Regions from separate parts of the Pan troglodytes genome. Here region 2 is linked to region 1. Evidence: chromatin contacts called from public Hi-C data. All regions are on one chromosome and are shown on one strand. The core of a region is the stretch at or near the end of the contact, and the rest is flanking DNA. Distances in the headings are between cores, read along the strand shown.

The links. A called contact is a pair of places that touch in the nucleus more often than the background predicts.
Region 2: a Hi-C map of stem cell-derived neural progenitor cells shows a contact between it and region 1, with 4 times the contacts expected there. The contact joins two enhancer-like sites. A contact is called at or near these places in 1 of 7 Hi-C or Micro-C datasets (stem cell-derived neural progenitor cells) and 1 of 1 datasets of contacts at active chromatin or transcription factors (stem cell-derived excitatory neurons).

The regions. Positions count from the first base shown.
Region 1 is chr23:28,557,570-28,561,911 of NHGRI_mPanTro3-v2.0_pri, reverse strand. No RefSeq gene overlaps it. Among named protein-coding and RNA genes, the nearest start is that of ASPHD2, 35 kb to the left of the region's middle. Within about 2 kb of position 1,996, at least 5 of the 24 cell types and tissues checked have an H3K27ac peak or open chromatin away from gene starts, as enhancers often do. A contact at or near this core is called in stem cell-derived neural progenitor cells, where this site is marked.
Region 2 is chr23:28,834,490-28,838,475 of NHGRI_mPanTro3-v2.0_pri, reverse strand. No RefSeq gene overlaps it. Among named protein-coding and RNA genes, the nearest start is that of CRYBB1, 54 kb to the right of the region's middle. Within about 2 kb of position 1,560, at least 23 of the 24 cell types and tissues checked have an H3K27ac peak or open chromatin away from gene starts, as enhancers often do. A contact at or near this core is called in stem cell-derived neural progenitor cells, where this site is marked.

The DNA of each region.
Region 1 (4,342 bases), core at 747-3,246:
GATAAATGCATGAATGCAGGTGTCTTTCTGATGCAATAATTTCTTTTTCTTTGGGTAGGCGCCCAGTAGTAGGATTTCTGAGACCCAGGGTTTTCTGCTTGTCCACCCCATCATTCTTCGTGTATTGCTTTTGTCTTCAAGCTGATCACTTCCATTGTGAGATGGCCGTGGAAGTTATGTCACATCATGATGGGGTTCAGGGTAGGAAGACAGGGGCCTGGGGCTGGAGCTGTTTCAATTGTGTCTGCCCTCTTTTATCAGGAAAGCGAATACTTTCTGAGAACAGGCCCTCTACCCCAAGCCAATTTCTGCTGAGGCTCATTGGCCAAAAGGAGTCAAGAGGATCAACCCTAGCAGCAGGGGAGGCTGAAAAAAATGAGTGACAGGATTATCCTAAGTAAAACCAACCATGATGCATTTTCTGTGGCCGGGTTCATAGTTGCTCCGAACAAGATTGGGATTCTGTTAGCAAAGGGAAAGGAAACAGATACGGCTAGGTACTTTTGAGTGTCTGCCCCAACATTCTATGACAGTTAGTATAACTTTTTCTCTTTCTTTTGCATGGGGAGGTAGGAACCCCCTCTTGGAGAGTCCCACAATGAGGCAGGAGGAAATCTATCCCCTCCAGGGTCCCTCACCCCACTAAGGGGCTAATCACAGATGGAGTTGAGATTCAAACCCAAAGTTCCAGCTCTTAGCCACTGCCTAATCCATCCCTAACACCTCCCGGGATATGAGCCAAATAAGGCCGGGCTCCTGCATCCAGGGCATCCCCAGGCTGAAAGAGCCCTGCTTTGTTCTGAGCACCCTGGGAGGAAGTAGCTCTGCTCTCTGAAGGTTGGCCTTTAGTGATTTCTACCCTGGCATTCACGGGGTAGCCAGACCTCCTGGGTGCCGTTCCCTTATGTACCAGCTGTGTGAACCTGGGTAAGTGACTTCGCCTATTTGCACTTCAGACACTGCATCTGTAAAAGAAGACGGCTAATTTCTTTACCCACAAAAGTAAATGAGATATTAAAGTGCATCGAATAGCTAGGAAATCTAAAAAGTATTATAGAATTTAAAAGGTGTATTTAAAATGTAAAAAACAGCCAGGTGTGGTGGGTCACACTTGTAATCCCAACACTGTGGGAGGCTGAGGTGGGAGGATGGTGTAAGTGCAGGAGTGTGAGGTTGCAGTGAGCTTGTGACTATACCGTTGCTCTCCAACCTGGACGACAGAGCCAGACTGTGTCTCTAAAATAAAAACATATATAAAATAAAATACAAAAAGCAAAACAAGCCGGGTGTGGTGGCTCATGCCTGTAATCCCAGCACTTTGGGAGGCCGAGACAGGTGGATCACCTGAGATCAGGAGTTCGAGATCATCCTGGCCAACATGGTGAAACCCCGTCTCTACTAAAAATGCAAAAATTAGCTGGGTGTGGTGGCGGGTGCCTGGAATCCCAGCTGCTCCAGAGGCAGAGGCAAGAGAATTGCTTGAACCCAGGAGGCGGAGGTTGCAGTGAGCCGAGATCACACCACTGCAGTCCAACCTGGGTGACAGAGCAAGACTCTGTCTCAAAAAAGAAAAAACTAACAAACAATAACAAACAAACAAAAAAACAAAAACAAACAAAAAATAATTAGCTAGCAGTCAACAAATGCCAGCAATTATTATTATTGTCGTTACTGTGTTATCCTGACAGGGATCTCTTTGGTCACTTTTTTGGGGTCCTTTCTCTCTCCTGGCCCAGGTCTCTCTACCTTGTTTTGTTTGTCTGAAGTACATCTACTAGTGAGGTAGGTTCTGATCTCAGGAGAAGCTCTTTCTCTTCACTATTATTCTAAACTTGGAGGACAGCCAGGCCTGGGAAACAGGATCTGGGTTTCTGAGGCATCTGGGGCATGGAGTGACCTTTCCATCTTTTTTCTTTCCTTTGTTTGTCCTTCCTCGGAATCCCCATTCTTTTACTGACTGAGTGACAAGCCCATGAATGATCAGCTGAGCTCTGGCCCTGCCAGCTGTCCCAGGTTCACTGAATAGGCTTCTCCCTATGGGGCCTGTCAGAAGCCTAGCCCTCTGTCTGCTTTTTCCTTTCTTTCTTTTCAATTTTTTTTTTTTTTTTTTTTTTTTGAGATGGAGTCTCGCTGTCTCACCCAGGCTGGAGTGCAATGGCATGGTGTCGGCTCACTGCGACCTCCATCTCACAGTTTCAAGCAGTTCTCCTGCCTCAGCCTCCTGAGTAGCTGGGACTACAGGTGCCCACCACCACATCTGGCTAATTTTTGTATTTTTAGTAGAGATGGGGTTTCACCATATTGGCTATGCTGGTCTCGAATTCCTGACATCAGGTAGTCCTCCCGCCTCAGACTCCCAAAGTGCTGGGATTACAGGCGTGAACCACCACGCCCAGCCCTTTTTCAAGTTTTTTGAAACAGTGTCTCACTCTATTGCCCAGGCTGGAGTGCAGTGGTGCAGCCATAGCTCACTGCAGCCTCGACCTCCTGGGCTCAAGCGATCCTCCTGCCTCAACCTCTCGAGCAGCTGGAAGTACAGGTGCATAACACCATGGCTGGTTAGCAGCCCTCAGTTTTCCAATGGGAAAAAATTGGACCCCTAATGGAAAGGGGCAGCCCGACATGCACCTAGAATGCTTCCCTGACAAGCCTCCCCCGCTTCTCTGTGTGTTGTGCATCCTCCATGAAGGTAAAGGGTGAGCGTGGAGCCCCCAAATCCTCCTCCTTGGAAACTACTCAAACTATTGGAGTCCGCATGTGGCCATCAGAAGGAGTGTCACACATGAGGTCCACTCTCGTCTCTCCCCTACTTCCCTGGGTTGAGGTCTGCCCCTGCGGCCTCTTCAGCCCCTCCCACTATGTGACGCCCCTCTCGCCAGCCTCCAGCCACACTGGTTGTCCCTCAGAGGTGCCAAGCACCTGTTGTCCTCCCTCCACATCCTCGATCTGCCCTGAAAACTTTCTCTGACGTTCCTTTACTGCTCCACTCTTGCTTTAGGTCTCAATACCAATCACTTCCTTGACCATTCACCCCCAATCACAAGTCCCCCTGGTGCACCCCTGTATCTTTCATTCTTGGCACATTTCCTAGCTTGTGCTCATATGTTTATTTGTGTAGGTAATTGATTAGCGTCTGTCTTCCCAGTAGATTATAAGATCTAAATGAGTAAGGACCATGTTTTATTCTCTGCTATAGCCTCAGATCCTTGTGCACGGCCGGCCACAGCATACTACTACATGCTACATACTACATGCTACATGCCACATGCTACAGTCAGTCATGCTGCTGTCTGCTACAGTCACGTATACTTAACCAGAGGACACTACAGTGCTACTACAAGTCATGTGTCACTTAAAGACAGAGGTATGATCTGAGAAATGTATCATTAGGCAATTTCAATCATTGTGTGAACATAATAGAGTGTATTTACATAAACCTAGCTGCTATAGGACACTATACAACTAAGCTATATGGCATAGCCTATTGCTCCTAGGCTACAAACCTGTACAGCATGTTACTATACTGCATACTCTAGGCAATTGTAACATAATGGTAAATCTTTCTGTGTCTAAACATAGAAAAGGTACAGTAAAAATAAAGCATTATAATCTTATGGTACCACTGTCATATATGTGGTCCATCATTGACTAAAACATTGTTACATGGTTCATGACTGTATATATAGGTGCATGTATATATACCTAACATATATATATACATACACACACACACACACACACACACACACACACACACACACACACATACATATAAAAACTTCTAGCTGGCCCGGTGTGGTGGCTCGCACCTGTAATCCCAGCATTTTGGGAGGCCAAGGCGGGCAGATCACCTGAGGTCAGGAGTTTGAGACCAGCCTGACCAACACGGAGAAACCCCGTCTCTACTAAAAATACAAAATTAGCCAGGTGTGGTGGCGCATGCATGTAATCCCAGCTACTTGGGAGGCTGAGGCAGGAGAATCGCTTGAACCTGGGAGGTGGAGGTTGCGGTGAGCCGAGATCGCGGCAATGCACTCCAGCCTGGGCAACAAGAGTGAAACTCTGTCTCAAATAAATAAATAAATAAATAAATAAATAAATAAATAAATACCGAAAAACTTCTAGCTACCTTCTCAATGATCTTAGAACAATAGCCAATACAGTTCTTAGCAAACAGAAAAGGTCTTTGAAGTTTCAAATATGTCTAGAGATCATGCAAAGTGATTAGTTGGTTAATCAAATAAAAATATGACACTGATACTATAGAATACAATCACATGGGAGCATTTATTCATAGGATTCTAAGTTACGGGTGCTCTGTACTTATAAAATCCTAGCCTAT
Region 2 (3,986 bases), core at 311-2,810, 280 kb before region 1:
TCTCAGCACCAGACTAGCATTCAACGACCCAAGCAACCTGCCTCTAAGGTCTCTAAGCCAGCCTTTGACCTGTCCCTAAACTGATCCAATCCTCCAGGCCCTGCCTTGAGCTGTCTTCTCCTGCAGACTCTGACTACCAGACTGAGTCAGCAAAACCTTGAACTAGTGCCACCTTTTACCTGCACCTGGAATCCCTTGCGTATGCTCCCTGCCCCTCTACTCCCAAAGGACGTTCCCTCAGTCTAAAGAGATCAAAAGTCCCTTCCAGAAAAACTCCCGTTTCCTCGGTGCAGCTAAATTGCACAGAAGAGTTTATGCTAGAAGAGCTAAAAGTTAGAACAGGAAGCTCAGATAATTTATACTACTAACATGTAAATGACTGACGGAGTTATAACCCTTCTGAATACTCTGATCTAAAGCTTTATGTCCTAGAACTTCCAAAACACAAAGTCCCCAAAATGAAGACTCTAGGCCCTGGCCTGGGGACGGGTGACTCTATACAAAATGGCATATGCTCTGTAGACACCAGACAGGTATTTTAAGGTTTATAAGAGCTGCATCTACTTGTGCAAACTACTGTAGCTATAAGGCTATATTTTTTTAAGAACTGAAACCAAATGCAGACTATGAGGAGTGAAGATATGCCCAATGGCCAAAACCTTGCAAGACTGGCTATACTTCTGACCCCACCTTGGTGGGTACCACTGCTCCATCAGGCCTGGTCCACACCAGAGCCCTGGCACCTCCTTTAGAAAACTACCATCTTTACCGACTTCTGATTGCTCTGACTCAGAGCAGCCACCACGCCCAAAATTGTTAGCTATGCTTTTCCCTGTGTTAGTCAAGTTCAAACCTGTGTTAGCCAAGTTCAAAGCTGTGTTAGCCCCTTCCCAGCCATGCCGACATCCAAGCTGTTAACAGTAACAAGGAATGTTAGACCTGTTGTTAGTCAGAAAAAAATCCACAAGCCATTAGTTTCTGCTGAAAGGAACAGACCAGGAAGGCAGGAGTTAGTCAAGGTGAAGGAAAGGTTAATTAAGAACCGGTCAGGGCCAGGCCAGGAGCCTGGAACCCCCAGACAGGGCCAGGTTGGTTGTTAGTGGTCAGCCCCTGGGGCAGTCAGGGTGAGACAGGGATTAGCTGGGTGAGAGCAAGAGTTAGTGCAAGGGAGCCAGAGATTAGCCCAAAGAAACCAAGGTGCCTACTGGAGGTGAGGCATGAAATCACCCCCAGGTGTGGCCCCGGCTTAGCGGCTGGCGGGCTCTGGGGGAGGCTGGCTGAGGCAGTGACGTCCGTGGGAACAGAGAGCCAGAGATGCATTCCTGGCCGGCCTGAGCATCTGCGGGAACCCTGTGAGCCCCTGAGGTTCATTTCTTGCTCCCCACTTCTCTCTCCTGCAAACTCCGAGCCCGGGGTAAAGCTGCTTCCCCTCCCCACACCCCTTTTCAACCCGACAACTAACGCCCTCTAGCTTCCGGGAATGGGACGGATCTTTCCCAAGGACTTCCGGTCACGGCCCCACGTCTACTTACGATGGGGGAAACCGGCCTCTCTCGGCTCCAGAGAGGGGAGACGGCTCTCTAGCTGACTTCCTGTGTGGGAAAGAGTCCTCTCACTGACTTCCGGTGTCAGAAATGTCCCTCTTTCCGGCCTTCAAATATGAGAAATGTTTCTCTGGCCGACTTCCTGTGTACTAAGTACTCCACTCAGTGGTTTTTAGCGTAGGAAAGACCCGCTTCATTGACTTCCGGTGTAAGAAACGCTCCGCTTTCTGACTTCCGGTGTGGGACACGCCCCTCTGCTAATTTCCGGTGAGGGGCACGCCCCCTCCTGCCTTCCTCGTGGGATACGCCCCCCTCGTGACTTCCTGTGCAGGACAGCTTCTATCCCTGTCACTTAACAATGGAGAGGATTCTTCCCCAGCTTCCTTCCAGAGGACACAAAAGCTCAGAGCTCCACAGTCTAGAGTCTAGACCAACAGGCCTCCACACTCACGTCCCAGAGATTTCCCTGGTCCCACCTACTCCCAGTGGCAACCAGACTTCTGCACATAGGAGAGATGTCATACTCAGAGTCCAGCCTCCCACATCCACAGGACCACCTCTTCCTCCTCTGAGTCTTGTTAATAGGGCCATCCCTTGCCTTAGACCTGGCCCAGTGGACTCTGATCTTACAAACAGCCAATATGGGGCAGCAAAGTGGGACATCTGTCTACAGGGCCAGTAGCCCCAAGTCATCTGCTTGCCAAAAGGAGGGGGACCAGCCCCCGGGGGGAGCCCAGAGCTCGGCAGGGCTGGGGTTAGTAAGAAGAGAAAACAGGGTTAGTAGGGGCTGGGTTAGTAAGTCAGAGCACAGCACCAGCGGACAGGGCACCTCAGCAGACACACACAGGAGTCGCTAAGAGAAAAGGAAGAACGCACGCAGGTCCGTTAGTTTGTTAAGGGATGATTGGGGTGCAGTTGAGGCACCCCAGGGGTTAGACGGGTTAGTAATCGAACAAAAGAGCTGCCTACATAAAAGAAAGCTGAGATGGAGGAAGAATGTGGGGAAGTGACAGGGATTCAAAGCAAGTGTCTTGCCCCAGGCAGAAGGATCTGTGTGCAGAACACCCAGAGAGGCCAGGACCTAGGCAGCAGACGTGTTCAACCAGGTTTGAGGGGCCTTCCTCCATCCTCATACTTTTTTTTTTTAAGTGTCTGCCATGTGCTGAGACCCTTATATTGACGGGAATCCTCACTGCAACCTGTAAGGTATCAGAACTCGCATTCTACCACTGAGGAGACTGAGGTTGAGAGAAGTGAGGTGACTTACTCAAACTCACTCAACAGGAAGTGGCAGAGTTGGTGAGTCTTATTTGCATTCTCTGTCCTGGAACGTGGGTCTGCACAAAGATCCCAGCCCATAGGCAGAGCCTTCTGGAGCCTTGGCTGCCCCCATATCCCAGCCCCTTGAAAGGCCCATGAGCTGCACGGTTAGTAGGATCTGGCTGCGGGGGGGGTGGTTAGTAGGGCATGCTCGGGCCTGGTTAGTGGGTTAGTTGGTTGGCAGAAGGCCAGGCACCTCGTCACACGCCACAGCGTCCCGGCTGAGCCCTGGGTTAGTAGGTTAATCACACCATGCAACACTGCCCCGGCCCCTCCAGCTGCAGCTTCAGAGGCCTCCCGCCCCCACCAGCCAGGGAGTGGGGCCTGACCAGGGCAGGGGGTCTAACTCTAAGCCCCCCAGCACCATCAAAATCAACCCTAACCACATGGACCCTGCCCAGAAGCATGTTGCTTCCCTATTTATTGGCTGTGGGTCTCAGAGCACCCCCTGCAAATATTTCAGCTCCCCTGAAAATGGACCCTACTTATCCTAGACAGAAACCCCCTGCCTGGTTCTGGTCAGCCCCTTCCCAGAGGGCTGGATCCTGTTACACTCTGACAGACACACGCACACCAGCATCTCTCCGCAAAGATCTGACAACCGTGCTTAGTAGACATCTCTTCCATCACCGACTGTCAGGCCTCTAGTTTCTCCAACTATTGGCCTGCCCTCCCACCATTAGAAAAAAAAAAAACTTGCATCAAGCTGGCCTGGCTCCTGGAACCAAGTTGAGACTCCCCCACGCCCACCCGGTCTGCTTCCTTTTCAGCCAATGCTACAAAGCACCTAAGTGTACCCTAATTATGCCATCTTCTATCACTGCTGTACTTTTCCCATAGAAATCCCAGCCTAGCATCTCCCACAGTTCTAAACGATGTTCCATGAGAAAAAGATTCTATGGCCATAAAAGTCAAGGAACACTTCATCCTATGCCCTGTCCCTGAGTATTTGAAATTGCCATTAGCATTTTAAAGGTTCTGATAAGTCCTGCACTACTTCAGTAGTGCAGCGGAATTTGAATTAGAACCTGCTTTTTTTTTTTTTTTTTTTTTTTAAGGAGCAATGATATTTCCTAGAAGTTACTTTAAGAATTTCCCTAGAGGGTCGGGTATCATCTCAGC